Regions from separate parts of the Zea mays genome. Here region 2 is linked to region 1. A link is a contact called in public Hi-C data. All regions are on one chromosome and are shown on one strand. Each heading gives the region's core, a stretch centred on a gene start, on an enhancer-like site or on the middle of the called end of the contact. The rest is flanking DNA. Distances are from core to core; before and after follow the strand shown. Region 1 has its middle 120 kb from the start of LOC103638222. Region 2 holds the start of LOC100283083 (zinc finger protein CONSTANS-LIKE 16).

The links. A called contact is a pair of places that touch in the nucleus more often than the background predicts.
Region 2: a contact with region 1 is called in a Hi-C map of tassel, with 2.1 times the contacts expected there. The contact joins the promoter of LOC100283083 here to the enhancer-like site in region 1. A contact is called at or near these places in 2 of 25 Hi-C or Micro-C datasets (ear and tassel).

The regions. Positions count from the first base shown.
Region 1 is chr9:33,707,204-33,710,518 of Zm-B73-REFERENCE-NAM-5.0, forward strand. No RefSeq gene overlaps it. Among protein-coding and RNA genes, the nearest start is that of LOC103638222, 120 kb to the left of the region's middle. Within about 2 kb of position 1,853, at least 3 of the 20 cell types and tissues checked have an H3K27ac peak or open chromatin away from gene starts, as enhancers often do. A contact at or near this core is called in tassel, where this site is marked.
Region 2 is chr9:33,999,533-34,002,871 of Zm-B73-REFERENCE-NAM-5.0, forward strand. It overlaps LOC100283083 (zinc finger protein CONSTANS-LIKE 16), which reads left to right and starts at 1,375. Exons shown (of 2, transcript NM_001155985.2): 1 at 1,375-2,625; 2 at 2,748-3,337. The coding sequence starts at 1,519. The coding sequence ends at 3,011.

The DNA of each region.
Region 1 (3,315 bases), core at 603-3,102:
GGCTACACTACCCCAAAGCTCGAGTAAAAATTCTATAAAAAGGCTCTTGGATGAAGATGCTTATGAGGGCAGTGTTTGGGACTCCGTCTAAGGAGGGCAACAAAAGCCCGAGCTTAGAACCAAATGCTAAAACAGTTGCTCGTGCTTTGATTGAAAAATAATCGATACTCTAGAGCCTAAAAGAATTGTTGAAGAAGTTGTCGCTGAAGAAACAATGGAACTTACAAAGGCCTTAGAGCCGGAAGAAGACGCCAGGGTCCCAAAACCAGAAGAATCTGAAGCAGTTTCTCTTCATGAAGAAGAGATATTGACTTTGACTTTAGAGACATTTCCAATGAGGTACTAAATGCTGAAGAGTTAAACGAGCTGAAAGATTGTGTCGTTGCTCTCAGATATCCTGTTGGTGCTAGTATCTACGGCGGGGGTGACAATATCATGTTATCATGCATCCCATACCAAGAGGAAGCTAGAATAGTAAAAAATCTAGTTCCCCATGTCTAAGGAAAGTGAATTCAAGCTAAAGCACATGTGGTGTGCTTTTTGTCATCAACCCAAGTGGTGCACACGATATGGTGACTCTAACTTCGGCGTTGCGAGCAAATGATCTCGCCTCAACATGGAGAGCGAATATAGCTCTGCATCGCCTAATATTGTCAAATCGGCAATGCCATATTGGCCAAGGTAGGGCAAGAGCACTATGCAAGGGTAAGGGACCAGCAACAAGTAGTAGTGAGACCCATGCCCATAAGAAGACGACAATGAAGCAACTAAGCAAGGATATCGACAAGATAAATCAATCAAATTGTACAAGCAGTTCATCAAGTTGCTGGAACATACCACCACCTACGTAGATGCTAATATAAAGAGAGCCCACAGGTTGGCTGTGGAAAAAATAATCGAGCAATTAAAACTAGATGAGAAAGAAAATAAAGAGGATGATGATGAGGAGTTTTAATTTTGTATGAGTTATGTAATTTTTATTATTTTCTGTATTTTATGTACTTTGTTTGAATTATGATTTTTTTTCTCTAAAACCATGATTTTTTGCCAAACAAAATATCGTGTTTTGTTTTAAATAAGAATCTATAAAAGAAAAGCTATGTGCCGCTGAGGTGGTTGTAGGCTGATGGTAAAGGTTGTGCACTTGAGCGCTGTGGTAGATAAAAGCTAACGACGATTATTGGGGGGGAGACTTTGCGGAAGGTTCACAAGTAAAAAAACATGTTGTTTGAAGTCTATTTCACGAAGTGACTTTCGAAGACTTCGGTCGTCTTCTTCGGACTATGAAACAATGTGTGGAGGTAAGATGAAGCTGTCACCGAAGAAGCACCACCTTCGAATCAAGGAAGCACGAAGGAGTAGGAGAAGACATGCACAACACATCTAGTTTGCAAAAAAAGATGAAGATACTCTCCAACAATTGAATAGGCCTTTTATGTAAAAATTAGGGTATTTTATGCAATTTTGTACGAAGATGTGTGCTAACACAATTGTATAAATAGGTAAATAGTACCACTGCTACATAACAATATTTTCTTGGACCCTTTGCATTGTCTTCGGTGGCCGTTTTGTAATCTACCATACATGTACGTGTATTAAAAAAAGGCATAATAAAGAGGAAGATAAAGAAAGTCATTCAACCACTATTAAGCTTTCATATTAAATAGTTCCAACATGCTACTTTCTCTAATCACATTCCCCTTTCTTCCCTTATCTTCGTTCTCTCTAAGATAAGAGAAGTCTTTATCTTTTTACCCTGTTGTCCTATTATGGTTCCTCACAGGGACTTTAATAGGTGGCCAATAAATGCCGATAGCCAGTGATGTGGTCGGTAGGCGATGTGGCTGGTACAGACTAGCTGGGCTGCAACCTAATGGATGTCGCATTTTTTATATTGATTACTGCGTACACCTCACGGCTACGACTTATGGTTAATACAAATGTGACAGTGGGTTTCTTACTTAAAACAATGACATGGATTGATGGCCATGCACAACCGCTAACTTCTTGAGCGGTACGTCCCAATAAACCATTTCGTCTTATTCTTGTGTTTAGGCCAAGTTTTCAACCCAGAGAAACCACGACCAATCGACAGTATTCCCATGTTTTCAACTCAGAGAAACCACGACCAATCGACAGTGTTACCTACTTACCTCAGGTCAATGGCGCTATAGTAGCCTGGTAGGCAGCTAAGACTGTCTGCAACGGTTGCGGTTTGCTTCCCCCTCCCTCCATTTAGAGGCAACTGTAGACCGCTATCCACTGCATCGGTACCCTCTATTCGTCCCCCTGCACTAGAGTGACCTTCTCTCTCCCCCTCAATACAGGGGCACGCTACACTCAGCCGCGACCGCCTCTACTGTCTTCGCGCCAACTCCCGCTGCCTGCATTTGACTTGGCGCCAAGTCCTGCCTGCACTTGACTCCCGCTCGCTGCCTGACTACGAAAACTGGTTTCAGATTTGGTTGCCATGCAACAATATATATATTCCTTGTATACTCTCGTTTGCTAATTTGAGCAGCACTGAATTTCTGTGTTATGAAGTTGTAATAATAAACTAGTTGGACATTTATTTCCTGTGTCATCGGATTGTTAATGTAAAACCGCAGTAGCACTTCATGAACTGTTAAAGAAACACGTTTGAATTTGAAAGTTTTAAAAAAACATGCTTTCCTGTTCGTGCAAGATACTTTTGATTCTAATTAATTTTCGAATTTAATTAATTAATATCGCAGATGTGGTAAGTACATGTTTCGGTTTTTACATTTGCAAGAAAAAAGAGGAAATAAAATAGAGGTAGTTATGTTGGTTGAAATGGAAATGATATTATATAGGTGGGGTGGGGTATAGAGGGATGATTTAGAGGAAACCGCTGTAGTACGTGAAAAAATAGGGGGAGAGAGAATGCTGATGTGGAGGAAAAGTAAGATATAGGGGAGGAAATTTAATGGAAACCGCTGAAGATAGTCTAATGGCCTGGTCTGCGCCATTTGAGAGGAAAACGTAATCGCATCACTTGTGCAATTGATCCGTACCTCTTCACAGGAAAAGGTAGAGTAAACTTTGAGACCATACCTCTTAATTTGAAAGCGAAAGTAACGTATTGATAATTCAGCTATCAAAGAACCCTGAGAGCTGAGACTACACGCGCCGGAGATTCCAGTGGAATTATTTTCCCGCACCCTTGACTCCTCAATCCTCACGCGCGGAATTCTATTCCTGTCCGTATCTCTTCCGTTCTCTTTCACTGGACACACAAGCTCTACAGAGACGGTGTTATTTATAATCTATTTTTACCGACGTTTTTTTATAACC
Region 2 (3,339 bases), core at 125-2,624, 290 kb after region 1:
CTTGTCATCAAGTTGTTTAAACATTGAATAAACACAAACAAAGTCAAAAAATCATGAAACTTGTCCACATGTCATAATATCATATGTAGAGGTTGTGATAAAAATTTGAGAATATTTCTAGAAAGTTGTAACGCACTATGTGTAGAAACCTAACTAGCGTAACATGAAATCATAGAGTTTCAATGTGGACCGGCTAGGTTTCTACACATAGTGCGTCACAACTTTCTTGAAATATTCTCAAATTTTTATCACAGCCTATCTACATATGATATCATGACATGTGGACAAGCTTCATGATTTTCTAACTTTGTTTGTGTTTTATACAGTTTTTAAACAATTGGATGACAAGTTCACCGTCATGTTTAGTGAGCATAGTGATCGAAGATTCTAGTATGTTCCTGAAATCGATCGTAACTTGTGCTAAATAACATGAATATCATTTTTGCATGCACGATTTTTCATGTTTCGAGTGACTTGCAATTCAAATCTAAATTTTTCGAAGAAATTCAATTAAACGAACTAAATCTAATAGCTATAGCAAACACTTTTATAATTGTGCAAAAATGGAACATATAGGTCTACATAGTGTAGAAACATACCACAAAAATTTTGGTTGGGAAAAGAAAAAAATAAAAATATACTTTGCCGAGTGTCCAATAATGACACTCGGCAAAGTAGCTTCTTTGCTGAGTGCCAAAGGTAACGACCGTCAGCTATAGACGACTGCTAACGTCCCTTTACCGAGCGTTGACTTTTATCAAGTGTTTAGCACTCAGCAAAGCTGTCTTTGCTGAGTGTCTTCCTGTGCCGAGAGTCCTGCTCTCGGTAAACGTAGTCGTTATCGAGAGTGGAACTTTACCGAATGTGGCATCTGGCAAAGAGCCGAATTCCAGTAATACATCATCCTATTCCTTATCCACCGTCAACGTTTTCTTTCACGTTGTCATGGTTACGGTCGACACCTCCCTTCCGCATAATGCATGGTAGCCTTAGCCAGAGCTAGCATATAGTAATAACCTAGTGATAACTTGAGCTACGAAGACCAAGAAAGACTTTTCTCGCCTTGCCCTAGCGGTCCCCTGCCACTGCCAGCAACCGTGAGAGCGATGTGGAAAGGGCTCTAGCCTGTAGGCCGTGCGTAGCTGAAGGTGGTGGCCCCACTGGAAATCCCGTCGGAGCCAATCACAAGCGCCTGCCCCGCATCCTGCGCTACCCTTCGACCAATCACGTTGCAGATAAGACCCGCAGGTAGTGGTGCCCTTGCGCGACACCAAAAGTGCAAGCAAAGTGCAGCCGGCGGGGCCCAGAAAGCGCGCAAGATGGGCCCATCTTCTCCTTCGGTTCTATAAAACCGAGCACCGCGATATTTTCAGCACATTTTTTCCCTAACATCTACAGTACATACAAAAACTCAGAGTGTACGTCGGCACATGTGGATACTATAGGTCCCATCCTACTACATTCAGCGTAGAAGAAGCCATCACTGAGTAGCACGCCGGCACACCGCTTTGAAGGGAAATGATTGCCACGACCACGACCGGCAGCTCGGCGAAGGCGGCGGCGGTGGGTGGCAAGGAGGCGCGCGCCTGTGACGCGTGCCTGCGCCGGCGGGCCAGGTGGTACTGCGCAGCGGACGACGCGTTCCTGTGCCAAGTCTGCGACACGTCGGTGCACTCCGCGAACTCGCTCGCGCGGCGTCACGAGAGGCTGCGTCTGCGCCCCACGTCTCCGCTGCAGACGCCGCCGCCTCCCACGCCGGCGTCAGCGAATCGCGAGAGCCACGACGAGGTGGTGCCGGCGTGGTTCAAGCGCAAGGCGCGCACCCCGCGCGGTGGGCGCGCCAAAAGCGATGTGCGGACGTTGTCGCGGCGCCTCGTTGTGCCCCATGCGGCGGGCGGGGACTCGCCAGATGGTCGGAACGACGAGGGGGAGTTCGAGGCCGAGGAGCCGGAGGAGGAGGTGCTTTACCGCGTGCCTGTCTTTGACCCTGCCCTGGCAGAGTTCTGCTCGCCCCAGCCTCTTGAGGACGCGGCCGCTCTCGCGTCGTCCTGCAACGAAGACGGCGCCGTCGAGGACCCGGCGAAGACAGATCGAGAGACACCTGCAGCGGCGCCGCTGGTGCAGTTTTTCCCCGACGGAGGTCATGCCAACTTCGGGCCGACCGACGCCGAGCTCAGGGAGTTCGCCGCGGACATGGAGGCCTTGCTCGGGTACGGCCTGGACGACGGCAACGAGGAGAGCTCGTCGTTCTGCATGGAGACGCTGGGCCTCCTGGAACCGGTGGAAGTGGGTGAAGACGCGTCGCGAGTCAAGGTGGAGACTGACGCCGGCAGTGCCTGCGAAGCCAGTGGCACGCTGGCGTGCGCCCTCGAGCTGCTGGACCCAGATGCATCTGACGAGATGCTGGACATCGACTTCAACTACGGCTCGCCTCAGGACACGACGACGACCGAGAATGCCGCGAGCAGCAGCCACACGGGAACCGACGGCCAGTTCTTGCAGACGAGCCTCTCGCTCACCCTCAACTACGAGGCCATCATCCAGAGCTGGGGGAGCTCGCCGTGGACCGGCGGCGCCGAACGACCACATGTCAAGCTCGACGACAGCTGGCCCCACGACTGCACGGTACGTTCAATTCCCGGGCCCCGCCACATCATCGAGATCCCTGACTTTTTGAGTGCATGCACGGCTTCGCTCGATCGGAGTGATTGTGTTAACGTCGAATTCAATTCTTGTTCTAAATACAGAACATGTGGGTTGTGGGACGAGGAATGGTCGGCCACGGCGGTGAGGACTTGCTGGGCACGCCGAGGCTGGGGCAGGGCATGGACGACGTTGGCCGGGAGGCCCGAGTGTCGCGGTACCGGGAGAAGCGCAGGACGCGGCTCTTCTCCAAGAAGATCCGGTACGAGGTGCGCAAGCTCAACGCCGAGAAGCGGCCACGGATGAAGGGCCGCTTCGTCAAGCGCGCCACCGCCGGTGGCAGTCTCACCATCGCTGGCCTCGCTTAGTGCCGCCGGCATTCTGCATGCTTGGTTGTGCCTGCGTGGCTGCATATATATATATACTGGAGGTGCGACAGCGCGCCGTCGGCTCCGGCGCCTCTCGAGTCTCGTCCGTCGTCATGAAACCATGACAAGAACAAACAACTCGTCGAAGTTGCTCTTTAGCTAATTCAATTCAACTCAAATAAAATAAAAATGACTATTCTTTCATCGGATCCGTTCGACAATTTAAACATTTTATAAGCTGCTGCCTTAGAGTGGCACTTGCTTTATTTGCTTGTGACGATGGTCGAGTAATTTTCTTTATAATAGAGCGCGGAGGGAATATTGGTTC